Regions from separate parts of the Gossypium hirsutum genome. Here region 2 is linked to region 1. The links are chromatin contacts, called in public Hi-C maps. All regions are on one chromosome and are shown on one strand. Each heading gives the region's core, a stretch centred on a gene start, on an enhancer-like site or on the middle of the called end of the contact. The rest is flanking DNA. Distances are from core to core; before and after follow the strand shown. Region 1 holds the start of LOC107952073. Region 2 overlaps LOC107951155 (ubiquitin-conjugating enzyme E2-17 kDa).

Region 1 (2,967 bases), core at 294-2,793:
CCAGAAAAATAAAAAGAGTCAAAATGATAGCCTAGTTAGATGACACTTACCATTTCCTGGGACTCGCAAACACGCAGCAAACCGTTTATTCTTGTCCATACACATATTAGAAGGATCACATTCTTCACCCCGAAAACCATCTTTCCATGTTGGTGGTGGTGGTGGCATAACCAACTTCTGGGTCTTGTCTTTCTCGGACTTAACTTCCTTATGATCTTCACTATCATCGGGTTTTTCCTTTTCTTCACCATCCATCTTTTCTTTGGCTTCAATATTTGACTTTTCCTGATCCTTTGGCACATTGTTACCTTCTATCTCACCATCTGTATTCCCTTTGTTATCATGTTTTGATTCTTCCAAACCCTTTTGCATGTTATCACCTTCTTTTGCACCATTCGTCTCTCCTCTGGTTTTAAGATTTGATTCTTTCTGACCTTTTTGCTCATTATCACCTTCTTTCGCACCATCTACTGCTCCTTTGGATTCCTGACCCTCCTTATCGCCTTTTCCACCATCTGCCTGTCCTCTGGCTTCAAACTGCGATTCTTCCTTACCCTTTTACTCGTTATCACCTTTTGTATTGTCCACTTTTCCTCCGGCTTCAAACCGCAATTCGTCCTTACCCTTGTGCTCATTATCACCTTTTCCACCATCCGCCTTTCCTCCGGCATCAAAATGTGATTCTTGCTAAGCCTTTTGCACATTATCACCTTCTCCACCATTGGTCTTTCCTCCGGTTTCAACATGTGATTCTTCCCGACCCTTGTGCTCAATATCACCTCCTTGTTCATTGTCTGACTTTCCTTCTGCTTCACTACTTGAATCTTTCCCATCCTTCACCAAATTCTCACCTCCATTTGAACCTGATTGCAGTTTCAAATTACTCTTACTTGTAAAACTCCCAATATCTCATTTTGATCCATTAGTTTGATCTCCTCCATTTCCTTTCAAGTTTTTAATTCCAATTGAATCTGAAACAGATTTAGAATTACCATTTTCTTTCACCGGTTCCACTGTGCCATCTAATTTCTGATTTAAACCAGTCTGTTCATTCCCCTAAAAAGGAAAAATCAATGAGAAATTTTATTTGATCCCATGAATGAAATTAAACAATTTAATCAACATTCTCCGTTTTAAAAAAAAAAACTCACCTTTGGATCAGAACTTGAGCAATCGACAACAACTAGCAGTAGAAAAAATCCCGTCAAAGAAACATAATTTCTTTCCATATTTAACATAAACCCAATTTTTGTGCTAGAATAAGAACCTTTTCATCACAGAATTAATCAAAAGCAACCTCAAAACAGTCTAAATACATATGAAGAAGAAGAAGAGGTTGAAGGTTTCTAACCTTAAAAAGGAGACCTTTTTTTGTACACTAATTTGGACAGCTTCCACATTCACCACTTCCAAACTTGAAATACTTGATTTTTCATCAATATTTTAGAGAAAAAAGAAGAAGCTCAGACATACAAGGGTAGATTAAAAAAAAAAAAGTCAGAATAGGAACTGGGGGAGAAAAAAAAGGGAGACTTTGAACCGAGAAAGGAAACGGTGGCGTTTAGGAGTTATAATATAAACGGAACAGAGTTCCAAGGATATAGGTTGCATAATTGACATTTGTTTTGGATCGCATCGCAAATCTTCTTTTCCTGTTTCTGAAGCAACGTTAATTATTAATAACTTTTTTAATTTACGAATTTTTTTATATTTTTATAGCACGTGTGAACACAAAACCAACAACATTAGTCATGTATCAATATAAGTAAGATATTCAAGTTTAGGTATTAATTATCTTTAAAACAAATTTAGATTTATGCTTTTTTGCATATATAATATAAAAAAAAATTCTAAAATGGTAACCAACTGAATTATTTACGAAAATGGTATATCAGGGATGGTAGAGGGTGGTGCATAGGTGGCACCACCTCTATTTTCAGACTTCTCTAACTGATAGTGAAAAAAACACTTTTTTAATAGGTGAGTATAAATACAAAATAAATATAAAATGAAAATGAACAAAAAGAAAAATCGAAAAAATTGGGTGAAGGGTGGGTGCCAGGCGACACTGGTGAAGCCCTCTTGACAGGTGGCATCGTGTCAACCCTAATTCCCTCGACTACTGCGTCGTGATGGGACGAGACCCTTAAGGTCTTGTGAAATTGGGTTTGTGGGACCTTATAACCATGGTCCCTCAAAGTGAAAAAGAAAAAAAAAGAAAAAAGAAAACAGATTAGATCAAAAGAGAAGAGAATGAGAAGAAGGAAAAAAACAGAAAAAAAGATTTACAAAATAGAGAAGAGCCGGAAAAAAAAACATTTGTTAAGGATTTGAGGTTTGAACAAAAGGATTTTGTTAGAGTTTAGGGTTTGAATAAAAAGGCGATTACAGGGTTTTTTTATTAGGGTATAGAAAAAAAGAATTAAGGGGTTTTTTTTAAGGTTAAAAAGGATTAGAGAGTTTTGTTTAGGGTTTGAAAAAAATATAAAAAAAGATCAAAAGAGAATTTTGTTTAGGATTTTAACAAAAAATATCAAAAAAGGTAATTTTTTAGTATTCATAAAATATTCGTTTAGTTCAGTGTTTATTGTGATTTATAAGTTATAAATGTTAATTTTTGTTGTTTTTGAATTTTTGGACAAATGTTTTTGATTTATTGATAGTTTGATTTTTTTTAAAAATTATTTTTGTAAGGTACTATTTTTGTTTGAAAGAAAGTGTGGAGGTTTGTTTCTGTTATATTTTTTTATTAACATTTTTTTGTTTATTATTAGATGCAAATAATAACATATAGTCCAATTAGGTTTATTTTGTTTTGATAATTTATGTTATTTTAACATAATTTTTTTTATTTTTTATGTAAGTAAAATATAGGACCATTGAGTTAGAATTTATGAGATATTTTTTATTTTGTTAATTACTAAACCAGTATAAATAAGTTTATTATATACTGTTTAGTTTATATAA
Region 2 (2,967 bases), core at 280-2,779, 790 kb after region 1:
GTGTACCACTGAGCTTGTAAAGCTCAGCCTTCGAATTTTCTTAATGTTCAGATTTGTAGACTTTTGTTCGTGTCCGAGGAACATCGGGACGAGAGACTCCTAGCTTCACGTATTCATAATACAGTACCTTATCTATTAGTGGGCATTGTATTCCTAAGGCCTTACTTGTATTTTTTTTGTAGGTCTGTAACTCATTTATCTTTTTTTGTTATGTTGACTATTTTGATATACGATGATATTGGAGCTCCACATATTTTGTATAACTACTTTTATTACTATTTTCAGTATAACTATGTATGGTATTTTCTCTTATATAAAATGTATTTCAATGTTTTAAAATTATCTGAAAATTTTGTTGGGTTACTCCGGTGACCTGATGTAGCGCCTTAGTATTCGAGTACTCCGTATTCGGGATTAGGGTGTTACACAACCGATTTTGTGCAATTCACTCAAAAGTCAATTCAACATGTTGTTCAAACAGATTTACCAATTGATTACTGCTTGTGGTCCAACAAGCATGATAAAATGCTTATTCATAAACTTGACAAATACAACCAATCATTCAACAAATTTAAAATAAACAAGAAAAAATTTATTTATACATCAAAAAATTAGATCATCCCATAAGCTATACCAATTATTCATTATATTAATTAAGAAATAACAAAATATTATTTTTTCTATATTAATATTTATATATATTATAGTTAAATTTAATTTTATCAAAATCGTATTTGAATTGAAACAATGTATAGTTTTAGGCTAATTCAAATTTATTGACTATTTGTCGGTTTGTACACAATATTCTTATCAGTAAAAATAAAATTAATTGAAATGTATAGGTACAATCAATATAAATCCAAATTTTCAATTACAACACTACATATCAACCAATACAATTGGTACTGATACCACTACCGAGTTAATTAGTATGAAATAAATTCAAAGATGAAGAAAATCATCATGATCATGATGTGGAAGGTTGAACGAGAGGTGGGCGAGTGATGTCAATCCAACGGGGCCAGCATGATGTTTTGGAATGATGATCCGATGTTAAATTTAATTTTATAACCATACTTCACCTTTTTGAAAGACATTAAAAACATTAATTCTTGAATGACTAAACCAGAATTTTGTTTTAAATAATAACAAGAACGTGAAAAGCGCAGATGAAGCTGATCATCTGCTAAAGTGGGGGATTGTGGGCATGCTATTTCAGATTTATAGGGATGGCCTAGGTTTTTCCCTAGGATTTTTCCATGGAAAACTATGGACACGACTTTAGCAAAGTCTCAGTTTCTCCATTCCTTAAATCTCCAGTTTAGAATATAAAAAGGTCTAACCAAATTTTTGGCCTCCAATGGTTTCCTCAGTACCACATGTATCTGTAATCTGCTGGCAAAAAGGACAAATAACTATGATGTGCACCTTCATGATCATATCAAGAGGGAGAGAAACTTAAAATGGGCTCTATTGCATGCCTATGAATACATACTGTGTACCAATGCAATGGGTTTGGTCAAATTTTGGATATTGCCTTATGTCTGGGCTCGCATACCTTTACCGATCAAAGCCCACCACGTATATATATAAGAGATTAGGGTTAGCATTCCGTTTTATAAGTAGTTAAAACAGGTTAAATCTATTAGTTATTTTTCATAACTTTAACAAGATTTTAATATATATTATTTTATGTTTTAAATATATTTATGATATTAAAAATTTTATCACACATGTGAAAACCACGTAGTTTAAAACATAAATTGAAAATAGTATACAATAAATAATAAAATATATAGATATTAAAACATGCAAATAAAATTAAGATGTAAAAATCATATTAAAATAAAGTTTTTGTTCAGTGGTAAAAATTAATGTTTTATTGTTGGAAATACCATAAGTTCAAATCCAATCACATGAAAAAAATTTATTGACTTTTTAAAAAAAAATAAAATATACAAATATGTAACAAATATTCTTCTTAAAGTTTCAAATAAAAACTAAAACTTATTTTAATTCAAATGGTAAAAAAAAAACTGTACACTAAATATTGGTTCAAATCTTATTATGAATAATTTTTTTATAGTTTTATAGAAAAATAAAAAAGTTAAAAACGTTCATATAACTTAGCTTGTAAATAAATGATTTTTCTAGTAATTTTCTAATTAAATTAAATCACAATTGATTAATAACACCAATTCAATGAAAAAACTTTATAAATAATATACATTAATAAATATATAAGATTTTAGTCTTTTTATTTCGCATCCTTGAAAAAAAAAGATTGGATTTACTAGACCGATAAATCGCTTAAATCAATAGTTTGAGTTGTTTTTTAACCGAATTGGCCGATTGCTCTCCTACGAGATTAAACTTCTACACCTTTTTGGTAACGTCTTCTACAAACAGGATGTTTATTCGTCATTTTAAGCATCAAAAGATTCCAGTTTCAACACGCACACCAAAGGAAAGGTCTTTAAAGCTTTCAGTAATAATGGCAAGAACACCAGGGCTTCGGTAGACTGGAAACGAGAGGGTATTAGAAGAGTTGGGGGGGCTCTTTTTTTAGTTTCAAACATAATTTTCCATACAAACAAGCAGGGCTTGGTCCACTAAATATAGAGGTGACAGTTCACGCATATTTGATTCTTACACATTTTAATTTAAAGACCAAAGTTATTTGGAATGCAGCCCTCCTTTTTACATGCGTAGTAGCACGTTAACCCATCGCATACTTCTGGGTCCAGCTTCGAGCCGTTGTCTCATACTTGCTCTTGTCAGTCTTGTACATGTGGGCAATCTCCGGCACCAATGGGTCATCAGGATTCGGATCCGTCAAGAGTGAGCAGATAGATAGCAATACCTACAATAAAAATAAATAAATAAAAATAAGAACAGATCCCCCATTCCTAATGCCATTACATGATAGTACAGAACAATGATCCACGGTGCAAACAACTTGGCCAG

The links. A called contact is a pair of places that touch in the nucleus more often than the background predicts.
Region 2: a contact with region 1 is called in a Hi-C map of leaf, with 2.8 times the contacts expected there. The contact joins the enhancer-like site here to the promoter of LOC107952073 in region 1. A contact is called at or near these places in 2 of 34 Hi-C or Micro-C datasets (callus and leaf).

What each region holds. Positions count from the first base shown.
Region 1 is chrA02:47,068,591-47,071,557 of Gossypium_hirsutum_v2.1, forward strand. LOC107952073 reads right to left here and starts at 1,544. Exons shown (of 4, transcript XM_041085612.1): 1 at 1,352-1,544; 2 at 51-1,044. The coding sequence starts at 372.
Region 2 is chrA02:47,857,957-47,860,923 of Gossypium_hirsutum_v2.1, forward strand. It overlaps LOC107951155 (ubiquitin-conjugating enzyme E2-17 kDa), which reads right to left. Exons shown (of 5, transcript XM_016886088.2): 5 at 2,538-2,863. The coding sequence ends at 2,720. Among protein-coding and RNA genes, the nearest start is that of LOC107951155, 4.3 kb to the right of the region's middle. Within about 2 kb of position 1,530, at least 7 of the 9 cell types and tissues checked have an H3K27ac peak or open chromatin away from gene starts, as enhancers often do. A contact at or near this core is called in leaf, where this site is marked.